Linked DNA regions of Mus musculus: region 1 is linked to region 2. The links are chromatin contacts, called in public Hi-C maps. All regions are on one chromosome and are shown on one strand. The core of a region is the stretch at or near the end of the contact, and the rest is flanking DNA. Distances in the headings are between cores, read along the strand shown.

Evidence for each region. Hi-C and Micro-C count contacts between places; a contact is called where the count stands out from the background.
Region 1: a Hi-C map of the C2C12 cell line shows a contact between it and region 2, with 5 times the contacts expected there. The contact joins two enhancer-like sites. A contact is called at or near these places in 13 of 484 Hi-C or Micro-C datasets (the C2C12 cell line, the STO cell line, adipose-derived mesenchymal stem cells and 4 more) and 1 of 9 other capture datasets (embryonic stem cells).

What each region holds. Positions count from the first base shown.
Region 1 is chr11:57,454,846-57,461,330 of GRCm38.p6, forward strand. No RefSeq gene overlaps it. Among named protein-coding and RNA genes, the nearest start is that of Fam114a2, 61 kb to the right of the region's middle. Within about 2 kb of position 5,111, at least 7 of the 459 cell types and tissues checked have an H3K27ac peak or open chromatin away from gene starts, as enhancers often do. A contact at or near this core is called in the C2C12 cell line, where this site is marked.
Region 2 is chr11:56,369,528-56,375,605 of GRCm38.p6, forward strand. No RefSeq gene overlaps it. Among named protein-coding and RNA genes, the nearest start is that of Gm32500, 53 kb to the right of the region's middle. Within about 2 kb of position 4,219, at least 28 of the 459 cell types and tissues checked have an H3K27ac peak or open chromatin away from gene starts, as enhancers often do. A contact at or near this core is called in the C2C12 cell line, where this site is marked.

The sequences.
Region 1 (6,485 bases), core at 3,861-6,360, 1.1 Mb after region 2:
TCTCTCCATGTGCAGGGTGACCCCAACATGTTGGAACAATAAATTCCTCTTGCTTTTTACATCAATCCCAGCTCTGCGTCATTCACTCAGGGAGTCTTTGGTAAGCTAAGGCTCGCCCAGAGTCTTACAGCATGACGCAGTGCAACATTCCCACCAGGAAGATGGTGAGGTGGGTCTGTTTCCCTCATTGGCACAGGAAGGACTTTTGATAGCCTAACACAGGAAGCAAACAGTTCCAAATAGTGTGGGAACTGTGGCCCCATTCCCTCGCTTTGGCCCATTTTCCCCCTGAAAGCATAGGCAGGGTTTGAAAGATCCGAAAAGAATATTCAGTGCAGTGTCGGCAGGTTTGTTCTGGATAAGCAGGTTAGGCCTGAAACCTACTTTCTCTTATTCAAAATTGTGTGGGGGTTAAAGCGTTCAGAGAACAGCTTCCCAGAGCGAGTTCTCCCTTACTCTGTTTTTGTTCGAGGCAAGCTCTCTTGTCTCTGCCCCATGCTTACTTACCCCAGGCTAACTGGACAAGCTTCTGGATGCTTCTCCTGCCTCTGCCTCCATCTCTCCCATCTCACCATAGGGATGTTGGGATTAAAGATGAGCATCATGGGCATCAGGTTGTTTGGTTTTGATTGGGCAATCAAACTCAGGTCATCAAACCTGGTGGCGAGAGCATTTACCCACTGAGTTTCCTCCCCAGCCCTGGCTTTTTCTTTTAAAATGTGTTTTCCAGGGCAGCTTGGGGCTTCAGTCAGAATCCTTAGATGAAGTGTTTGCTGAGCAAGCATGGAGATCAGAGTTAAAGTCCCCAGCACCTGTGATAGTCACATGGAGATTAGTTCCTGTGATGGTGAGAGACAGGAGGATTCCTGGTGCTTGCTGGACAGCCAGCCTAACCAAGTCAGTGGGCTCAAGGGTTAGTGAGGAACCCTGCGTCAAGACAGAAGCTAGAGAGTGGCAGAGTGTTGACCCCTAGCTTCTATATACACTCTCTCTCTCTCTCTCTCTCTCTCTCTCTCTCTCTCTCTCTCTCTCTCTCTCTCTCACACACACACACACACACATATAAAATAAATGAAATAGCATAAAACATAAAGTATCTCTCTCTGATCTTTGTGTAGGTGAGTGTGTATGTGCATGTGTGTGTGCATGTGTGTGAGACCATATATGAGTGACCATAAAATAAATGAAATAACATAAAACAAAATATATGTTTGCTTTCTGATTTTTGTGTATGTGACCATGTGCATGTGTTTGTGTGTGCATAGGTCCACAGGCACATATGTGCATATGGAGACTGGAAGACAAGTCTCTCTCCCTCTCTCCCTCTCTCCCTCTCTCCCTCTCCCTCTCTCCCTCCCCCTCCCTCCCTCCCCCTCTCTCCCTCCTTCTCCTCCTCCCCCCCCCTCAGATTTGCCCACTAGCCTATAACAACAGGCCACTGGGCTCCAAACATCTGTCTCCTGTTCCCCACAGCTGGGATTACAGACACAGCTTCTGATCTGACTTCTGTATATGGGTTCTGAGGATCGAATCCAGGTCCTCACACTTGCCAGGCAAGCCCTTTACTGATGGAGATGCCTTCCTAGCCACCTTCTTTTTTTATTTTTTTCCAAGAGAAATCTTACAATCAAAAAATAGCTAATAAAAACATCAATATGTAAAAACTCTCTTGAAAGCAACTAAATATCATAATATTCCAATGGACTGAAGATATGAGTAAAAAGCTCTCAGAAGTTTAACTTGCATGTTTAAAATATTATATATGGGCTGGAGAGATGGCTCAGTGGTTAAGAGCACTGACTGCTCTTCTAGGGGTCCTGAGTTCAATTCCCAGCAACTACATGGCGGCTCACAACCATCTGTAATGGGATCCAATGCCCTCTTCTGATGTGCCTGAAGGCAGCAACACTGAACTCATATACATAAAATAAATCTTTAAAAAATTATATATTCATCTTTATAAGCTGTCAAAGAAATTAAGACTGGAATGTACATCTTAATTTAGTGAAAGTTTTCTCTTTTAAGTCTGAGCACAAAGGACAGGTGAGGGTTTGTTGCACACACATAATCAAACCCTGGCAGCAGACAAGTAAAATGGTGTCGTTCTTTGAAAAACAATGTTTCAGCATTATTCAGAAACGCTTTAATTCTTTGGTTAATTCCCATACTTCAGTGCAACATTTCTATTCTGCAGAGTGTTTTAAAGCAGACCTATGGTGCAGACGCACAGATAAGCAAGTCATGTGTATTGTAAATAGAAACTTTGAAACAACTAAGTCTCAATGTGTGAGGACAGGTTTGTGTACTCAGCACAGAATACCATGAGACACTAGATGTAAAGTAGTGTTTATGCAAAGCTTACAGCACAAAAGCACTTATTCTTTAAAATACATAAAGCTGGACACATATACAACTGTAAGTTATGTGTGTGTATGTAAAAACTAAGTCAAAGAAAGGAAGTGAGGGAAAGAAAGAACATTACAATTTAATCTACTTTCACATATTCTTTGGGAATTTTGTATTTGTACACAATGTATTTTGTATTTGTATACAATGTATTTTGATCATATCAATGTCTTCTATCAGTGGCCCATGTTCCCCTCCCAACTTCATATCTTCTTTCCATAACCCAACCAATATGTTCTGTTCATCTATTCATGGGTATGAGACCATCCACTGGGGGGCATGGGCAATCTACCAGGGGTCACAACCCTAAAGACAGCTGACCCTCTCTGTCTCCCCTCAGCAGACATCAGCCAGCACTAACTCCCCAGATAGGATGGGTACTCTCAGACATCAGCCAGCACTAACTCCCCAGCTAGGACGGGTACTGATGAACCACTCCTCATGGGTTTCATCTTGTTCCCGACTTGCACAGGCAACCACAGCTGCACTCACTTTTAAACTATGTAAATTATCTGTGTGTATGTAAAAACTTAGTCAAAGAAAATAAATGAGAAAAGGGAAAACTATAACACATTCTTTAAATATCTGTGAGTACTAGAGCTAGGAGTAATTTCTCTTTTCCATGTGCTTTGCTCTACATTCTGAGTGTTGAGCCATGAATATAGAATGCTGTTGTTAGCTGAGCTTTTCCACCAACTTCCTTCCCTAGATGTGTCAGATTTTTTTTTTAACCCCATGAAGTTATAGGAATTAAACATCCCATTTGGAATACAGAGTCTTTCTGAATAGCTCATTTATTCTTATTATTCCCTTGTCAAAATCTCCCCCAGGTTCCTGTTGCCTAGGATATGAAGGTCAAATGTTATATGAGCATGATGACCAAAAACCCAGTAAGGGCTTGAAGCCTCCTGATCATTTCCTACTGTTCCTACAATGGTTGGTGTCTATGTGTGTACCCTGACCCTTGCTCCAAACTGTCCCCTCCCCCACACCAATAGCCTCTTGTGGTTACATCTGTCTCTCCAAGAGCTATCACTCCTTATGAGGTGAAGACAGATCCCATTGTTTCAGAAAGCCCTACCCACTCCATCATGACTAGCTGCCCTGACCTCACTCTTCCCTGATTCAGTCTCTGCCAGTTGCTTTGACCCATCTCTGCACTGTCTTCCCTGAGTGATGGACACAGCATTTTGCAGGTGGGCTGTGTATTGGCAAAACAGGACTCCACACATTGACACCCACTGTGCATTTCTGGTTAGTCGCTAAAATAAATCGGAAAACATATGCCACAGTCAAGTGGCCACGCAGTGTGAAATCAAGGAAGCAGCTCTCAAAGGTTCTTCAATCCCCCTAGAAGTTTCGTTTGCTGCTGTGACCTTCATCCCCAACGGATAGGATCTTCTCTGATCCAAGAGGCATGGAGTTCAGTGGTAGTACCGTCCCTCTGTAGGAGAGCCCCCCCCATCACCACTGATGGGGGAATTTCCCTATGCATGCAGTGTTCCCAGGTGAGAAGTTATTTCCCAATGTTAGGCAGTCTGGGTCCTTGAAACAACCTCAGCATCAGTGATGTCTTCAGGTCTATGATGGAGAGAGGGCAAATCCACTCAAGAATTCCAAAAGACATTGCCCTTTCTAGTGCATCTGAGAAGCCGGTCCTTGCATCCTGGGTCATGGACAAGTACAGGCTTCCCTCCAGTGAGGCTATAAGGATGAGCGACAGGGAGCTAAGAGTAGCTGCAAATTTCTGGCCATGAGCACTAAGTTCATTACCACATCACCATAGGAAGCACTACCACTTATGAGCCCCTAGGTCACCCAGGAGCGTAGCCCAGAGTACCCAGTCCTCTGGATGATGCTGGGGTTAGGGATCAGCTCCTCTTTATAAACAGCAACACGAGGTCTCCAGAGCAGTACCCCCCCCCCAGGTCCCATGCCGCAAAAATAGTGGTAGCAGATAGATACACTCACACCACGCCAGCAGAGTCTGGTGTGGAGATGGCTCAGTCAGCTCAGTGCTTGCTGCGAAACTGAGGAGTTGAGATCATTACCAGCACCCACGTGAAAAGCCACATGCCACCAAACCTGGATGACCTGATTTTAAGCCCAAAGATTCACATAGTGGACGGAGAAGCCAGTCCTTGGAAGTTGTCCTCAGACCTCCACATACACAATGGGGCACGTGCATACACAGTAATCTTTCCTTCTGCTTTGTTTAGATATCTAAGCACCTTCATTCCAGCACTGGGGAGGTAGATAATTCCCTGTGCTCAGAGGTGAGCAGCTTGACCTAATCTAAGAGCCCCAGGTTCCTTTTAGAGAACCTGTCTCAGAAAATCAGGTGGAAAACTCCTGAGAAAGACATCTAATGTTGACCTCTGGCTTCCACGTGTGTATGCAATATACACACAGAGAGACACGCACACACACTCTCACACACACATGCTTGTGCACACACTTATGCACACATACTCACAGGAAATGAAGAACAGAAACGAAGCTTTTCTGCCAGCCAGGGGCCTTTCTTTACCTCTCCAGGGCTCTCTAATGTCCTAAGACCATCCCCAGCCTACCTCCTAAGTTAATTCCTGCAGCCTCAGCTTCAAGCACTTTCTCTCCTTGGAGTAGTAACTGATCCCCAGCCTTCGAAGCAGCCATTTCTCTTCCAGCACTGCCAAATCACCCCTTGGCCACCTTCCGGGATGACTCATCCCACGGCTCCTCCCGGCCTGATTCTTTGCACCGTTTCTGTCTCTTCTCTCGGCAGCTCTCCAACACATACTCTCCATTCTGAAAGGCATTTATGATTTCCAGGATAGGTTTGGGGGAAATTTTTTAGAGTAAGTTGGGAGAGGTGTAATGGTTTGGGGAAAGGAGACTTCCCATCCATCCAAACACCTTCTTTCCTAGGGAAGAGAGATTTGATGAAAACTCAGAGGGTGCTAGACAGGGAGGCGACTTAAGAGATGCAGCACAGAATGGTTCAAATGAAGATGGATCAGAAGCTCGGATTAAACGTCCCCGAGGCCTTCAGTCTTACCCAGAAATGTGCAACAGAGAACACACTTGGATTTGTGGATCTGATTTAAAATGCAAAATGTCTTTCCTCAAAATAGGTAAATAAAAGGTCAGATGCTAAGTGTAGTTCATGCCCTCTAAGCAGAACTAACCACCACCAAAGATACTCACCACACAGGCCATGTGGAAGCTAGGTGTCTCCTTGATTGTCCCTCCCTAGGAGCTAGTATTGCATGGCTAGGTAGCTTCGAGAAGGCTGAAATCAAAAGGCTTGGACCCCAGCTTGGCTCTCCTACCAATAGCTTTGTTAAGCTTTGGCCAATATTGTTAGCTTTATGGGCTTCAATTTCCTCAGACATATGGTAACATTTTTGCAGCACTGTGGGTGGATCCCAGAGCCTTGCACATGTGGACAGGGGCGTAATCACCTCGCCCACTGCTAAGCGCCCTCCATGACCTAGAGTAAGGGTCCTTCTAGGTCTCACATTTTGTTAACTTTCTAGTGAATATCAAAGTGGCCACTACCAAAGGCCAATGCTACCAGATGCTTGGCAAAAAGACATTTCCTCGGTCCCATATGTGTGTGAAACATTGTGTGTTTAGGGGGTGGGGGGCTGGCCCCTGAGACAACTCTGTAAACAGTGGACATCATAAAGATCCTATGAGAGCTAGGTGTGGTGGGTCATGTCTGTAACCCCAGCAGTTGGGAAGCAGAGACAGGAAGATCAGTAGTTCAAAATCAGCCTGTGTGTACTGAATTTAAGGCCACCTGGGTTACATGAGACCCTGTCTTCAAAACTCAAAACAAAAGAGGAACAACTACCACCAACAAAAGACCTTATGAACCATTTTTACATAAAGATTCAAAACAGCTTAAATCAATATAATTTAACATGGCCTTAATGTATTCCACAGAACCCTTTATACTTTCACTGTTGTGGTGGTGGTGGTGATGGTGGTGGTAGTGGTAATTTTGTTTCGTGCTGGTGGTAGTTTTGGTGATGATGGTTATGGTGATTATGGTTGTGGTAATAATTGTCATTGTTACCTCATGGAATGCA
Region 2 (6,078 bases), core at 2,969-5,468:
TGGAACACAGGGCCCCCAAAGTAGGAGCTAGAGAAAGTACCCAAGAGCTGAAGGGGTTTGCAGCCCTATAGGTGGAACAACAATATGAACTAATCAGTACCCCCAGAGCTCGTGTCTCTAGCTGCATATGTAGCAGAAGATGGTCTAGTCGGCCATCACTGGGAAGAGAGGCCCCTTGGTCTAGCAAACTTTATATGCCCCAATACAGGGGAATGCCAGGGCATTCCCCTGTAGAAGTGGGAGTGAGTGAGTAGGGGAACAGGGCGGGGGAAGGGTATAGGGGATTTTTGGAATAGCATTTGAAATGCAAATGAAGAAAATACCTAATAAAAAATTTTTAAAAGCAAACTGAATTCATAGCTTTAAAACTTGTCATAAAGGAATATCAAAGCCCAGATGATTTTGCTAAAAAAATTTATGAAGTGTTACAAAGATCTACCTTCAGTTTTACATGATTTCTTCATAGTAATGAATAGAAAGGGATATTTTATAATTCCTTGTGAGTTTATTATCCCTTTGATAGCAAATCTAAGGCAGTACAAAGAAATAAAGCTGTAAACCAGCATCTTTCATGAATAGACCTGTAAAAGCTAGTAACAGAATTAGCCGAAGAATTAAGCAATTTATGAAAAGAATTATACATCATCACCAATGGACTCTATTACTTAGATGAAAGACTTGCCAATGTAACACACTACAAAATATTCAGGAATGTCAGACAGAGATTCCAAAAGAATATCCAAAAAATAGGGATGGAGAGATGGTTCAGTGCGTAATAAAGTACTTACCACACAAGCTTGAGGATCTGAGTTCAAATCCTCAGACCTACATAAGGCTGGGAATAGTGGCACACATCTGTAGTCACTCCTAGAGGAAGATGAAGGCAGAGGCAGGAGAATTTCTGGAGGGCCATGGCCAGCTAGACTGCTATATGCATGGGAAAAGACAGAGTCTGTCTCAAACTAGGTGAGAGTGAGGACTTACACCCAAGTTTGTCCTCTCATATTCTCCATGCCACATACCACACACACACATACACACACACACACACACACACACACACACACACACACACACACACACACACACATTACATATTGAAAGGTCAAAAGAATCTCTACCAAACAAAGAAAAGAAAACCCAAGTGACTAATCAAAGATTAAACACTTCTTCTCCACACTCAAGACCAAGGCAGGGCTGCTTACTCTCTTGCTCTTACCACTCCATCAATGCAGTACCACAAACCATTCAAGACAAAGAATAAAGCTGTTAGAAAATAGGAAATAAAACTATATCTAAAACCAGTTCTAAAAAAATAAGGTATAGCATATAAGATATATACAGAAAAGCCGATTCATTGCCTATATATAAGGAATGAGAAAGTGGACACAAAATCAAAAACATAACAATTTAGAGTAAGTCATTACCAATGAGATACATATGCATCTGATGAAACATACATGACTTGGATGCTGAAATCCAGACTGTCATTGAACGAAATTAAAGCATAAATTGCTCATGCATTAGAGGACCTGATATAGTAACAAACCACATTTTCCTCTCAATTATTGTGTGGGTTGGATATAATTACTGTCAGAATTCCAGCAAGGTTCTCTATAGAATAGGCATTTTTAATATATACTGTAAACGGAAATGCAAAGGATGTAGAAGTAACATACTTGAAAATAAATATGGGACAAAAGTCTGTTTGTTTGGATTTAAAGGCTAAATATTTAGCCTTGGTAATCAAGACTGTATAGAGTCCAGGAAGGTGTAGACTTACAGACAAATAGGGGAATAAAGAACACAGAAAAATGCAAAAAAATAAAAATAAAAAGTCTGGGAACACTGCAAAACAATCTGGTAGAAATCAGAAACATCTTAGCAAAGGATGATGGAATAATTAGGCTTGTAAAGACAAAGAAAGACAGAGAGAAGAGACAGGAAAAAAAAGAAAGAGAAGGAAATAGTGGGATAAAGAAACAAGGAGGAAAAAAGACAAAAGACAATGAAAGGACAAAAAAGATATAATTTAACTACTTAAAAACATAATTCAATGCAAAATTGACTGTACCCTAGCCATGAAGCTACTATTGTAGTCTTCTTACTAAATAGACATGTTACAAGCTGTCTTCTATATAATTGTGATATACCCGTATGTTATTTCTGCTTTTAACTGTAGTTAAGGAATCTTCCCTCTGCAGTGGTCAGCAGTTAGTGAAAAGAGTCATAACTGGTCAAAGTCCTGAGCATAGTGACTGTTGGCAGATCAACACTAAATGAGTTGTCTTTATTGGTCTTTCCTTAAAGCTCAGGGAACAACATGGAAGTGGGGAGGGAACAAAGTAAGGGTCATGGAACAGAAAGGAGTGCTGTGTCATGCTGTCTTCTGTCATGGTGTGGCTATTGCAGTCCTAAACTCACTGAATTTGTGGTTACCTTCTATAGAAGATCATGCCAACAACATCAGTTAACACACCAGAGATTTAGTGCCAACTGGACCATGTAGATTATAAATGAAAAGGGTGGGTGCATGAAAGGGGCACAGAATGTGTTGGGGATGCTAGGGAAAAAGGGAGAAGGGGGAGAATTAAGACACGTGTAAACAAGTATACATTTGTCAAAGAAAAAAATAAAGATATTCTATCTAAAATGCACCATGCTATGGGAGAGGGAGATATCTGCTAGGAAGGGGATATAGGAAGGGGATGTAGAGTGTTGTAAAGGAAGAGAGGGAAGAAGGGAATAGTTAAGATTAAAGGTGGTGAAGGATGGGAGGGAATGTAAAGATGGAAAATGGTGAGGAATAAATAACAGAGGCACCTTTTTCCTGATTTTTTTTATTAAGTTTCTTATTTATTTTGCATCCCAATCACAGCTTCCCCTCCCTCCTCCTCCCAGTCCCTCCCTCTCCCCTTGTCTTGACTTCACCCACTCCTCTTCTCCTCCTCAAAAAAGGGAGTGGGGCTTCCATGGATATAGACCAACCTTGGCATATCAAGTTGCAATAAGACTAGGCACATCTTTTTCTACTGAGGCTAGGCAAAGCAGTGATGGAAACTGTTGCAGAGACCAACAGCCAAACATTAAGAAGAGCTAGAAAAACCTACCAAGGACACTACAAGAAAACCTACAGAATTAACTAATCTGAGCCCATAGGGGCTCATAGAGTCTGAACTGCCAATCAGAGAACATGCATAGGACAGAGCTAGATGCTTTGCATATATGTAACAAAGGCACTTGGAAAAGACCATATTGAAACCCACAACTGTAGAAGCTTTCTAAAATATTCACATCCACATGGATAAGAAGAGTTTAAATGGAATTACTCTAAAATGGAGTGACAATACTCCAAATAGACACCGTATTCTATCAATAAAATCACTAGTACAGGAAAGGGCTACATCCTTTTGAATTGTTGGTCAGTGGGGTCCCATAGATCCTCTAAACAGTACAGACTATTGCCAATGCTCTCAATTAACTCCAGAAATTGTGGGCAAGATGCTATTGCTGAAGACACCACATACATGACTTCTATGATATGGAGAACTCTAGATAGCAGTCAACTGGAAGAGTCAACCCTGCTGGCCAGTGTTCATGGTTTTAGAATGTTGTGCCCACTACTGAAGAAGAAAAATAAACTTTCATCTCACCTAACTATGAACACTGCTAGTGGCAATAACAATTTGCCTGGCATGATGCAATAAAAGTTTAAATGGTACAGGGGTAAAAAAAATACAAAAAAACCCCAAAACACTCTCTGATTTAATTTAAGGACTGTTCCATGAGATAAAACCCAGCCATGACATTGTCAGCAAGTCCAAAACCTACTATTAGGTAAGTCATGGGATCTAGGAGAAAACATTCTGCTAAATGGACAAAAGATTAAAATTACTCCTAGTAACTTATCACTGTATTATACATTAGTACATAACTCAACCCTTTCAGAGGAGCTTCTTGTTGAAATAGATGGAAGTAAACAGAAACCTACAACTGGTCAATGTGCAGAGAACAGGAGGCTTTGAAATGCTTCACCTTGTTTTTGAGACACAAGCTTTCACTTTTACAGAAATAGCACAATACTAGGCTCTCTGGTGGGAGACCCCTGGGGATTCCTACCCCTCCCCAGCTACCCAGCACAGGGATTCCAAGCCTGTACCTCACCAGGCTTATTCGTGTGTACTCTGGATACCGAAATCAGGTTCTTGTGTTTGCATGGTAACCACTTTAAGCTGATGAAACATTACTTCCATGTGTCCAGCCCAATAACCTAGTTTTCTGCACAGCATGAATCATCCTTTGAAATTATTTTGCTTGCTTATCTTTCGTAAATCCATCATCTCTGTCCCTTTCAGAGAAGAAGCGTCATTCTTTCTATTTCTCCACAATTATGTTCACATTGCCAGTAATTTTCCAATGCTAGGGGAAAAAAATAACAAGATGAAGAGATGGATTAGAAAAGAGACAGAGAGTTACAGACAGGCAGTTTGCAAGGGAGTTAATCTAGCTTAACTGGTTGAGTTAGAGAACACCCAGGGCCTGTTTGAGCTCCGCTGTTCTGACAGCATGCATGAGAGAGTTACATAAAGGAGCAAGCAGGTGAGATCAGTTTCTACCTTTGCAGAGCTTAAGATCCAAGGAGAAGATCACTATATGCCAATCTATCATTCCACTAATAGAAGAACTGCAAATAGGTTTATTCAAAGAATGGGGCTGTAATCTTCTAGGTGAATCTCTAGCAAGACTTGACTTTCTTGGGGAGAAAGGGAAGGCTTTACAGAGAAAGTGGCATTCCTTAGAGGACCTGAAGGCTGGTATGATGAGGATGAATACAGAGTAGAAGTGGTAGTATTGTAGAAGGAGGAACAGCATCAGAGAAATGAGGTGAACTATCTCTAGCTATGACACCCATGAAGTGTGTTGGCCCCGTGAAGCCTCAGCATCTTGCCAGGACCCCTGGCCACATGAGGGAGCTGACATCAAGATTATCATACTCGATGCTGGATTCATTACCCCTCACAGAGTAAACACTGAATGACTCATGAAATTTTATCTGCCCACAGAAGACTTTTAATGTGCGTGTTTTACGACACTAATATTAGTGAGTCAGCCAGTGGACAGCCTTTAACATCAGTCTCGTCCCTCCGTTCTTTTAATGCAGTGTGGGGAGTCAGCAGGTTTGGCTTTGTTTCTTTGCTACTCTCAGAATTTTTCATTTGTCTGTGAAAGCATTTCCTGTTTGCTTTGTTCCTTTTCCATCAATTCACTGGGGCATACTTTAACTCTTGCTCCAGTGAAGTGGTCATAGTGAAGTCAGCAGACATGAATATGGGATACTAGCTTTCAGAAAACAGAAGGCTGATGCTGCTGAACAGTCTTCTCTTTACCAGCCTACAACAAGCATCCCTCTGCAGCTCTACAAATGAACAATGCTGGTCCAACCAGTATGTGTTGGATCGGTTATTCTCCATGCCTAGTTGGCTTCTCTTTCCACAGACCTGTCTTTAAAATCTACTTAAATTTCATCTGCTTTGGGAAATCATACACCTCTTAGGATTATTTTGATCACAAATGACAGGAACTCTGCATTCTAAGTAGCTTATATTTAAAGAGGAATTTCATGGTCTTGTGTGGCTGATTAGTCCTAGAGGATCTTGGTTTTGAGGGTAACTGTGTTAAGGACACACCAATGTCACCAAACCCAGGTCTGGGTGGGGTAATTTGTTTATTTCTTCTTTATTTGGTTTCCGCTTCTGTACAAATTCCATTCCCTATAAACTTCTGAGCTCACATCATCTGGGGACAGATGTACAACCGCTCATAAATTCTTGGAGAGGGTTAGGTACATTCTCTTGGCATGCTTTACATATCATGGCTAGCATTGGACTTCATTCCGTCCTCAGAGAATGCAAGGCTCTGATTCAGGAGACCAAGGTTACACGAAAACCCTGCTGTAGAATGTTTATGGATATTTCTTCACATCAGATATTCTGTCCCTATTTCCCTTTGTTGCTGTTGATTTATTTTTGTTTTAGAGACATAATTTTACACTATAGCTTGGGGTGGCCACAAACTCCA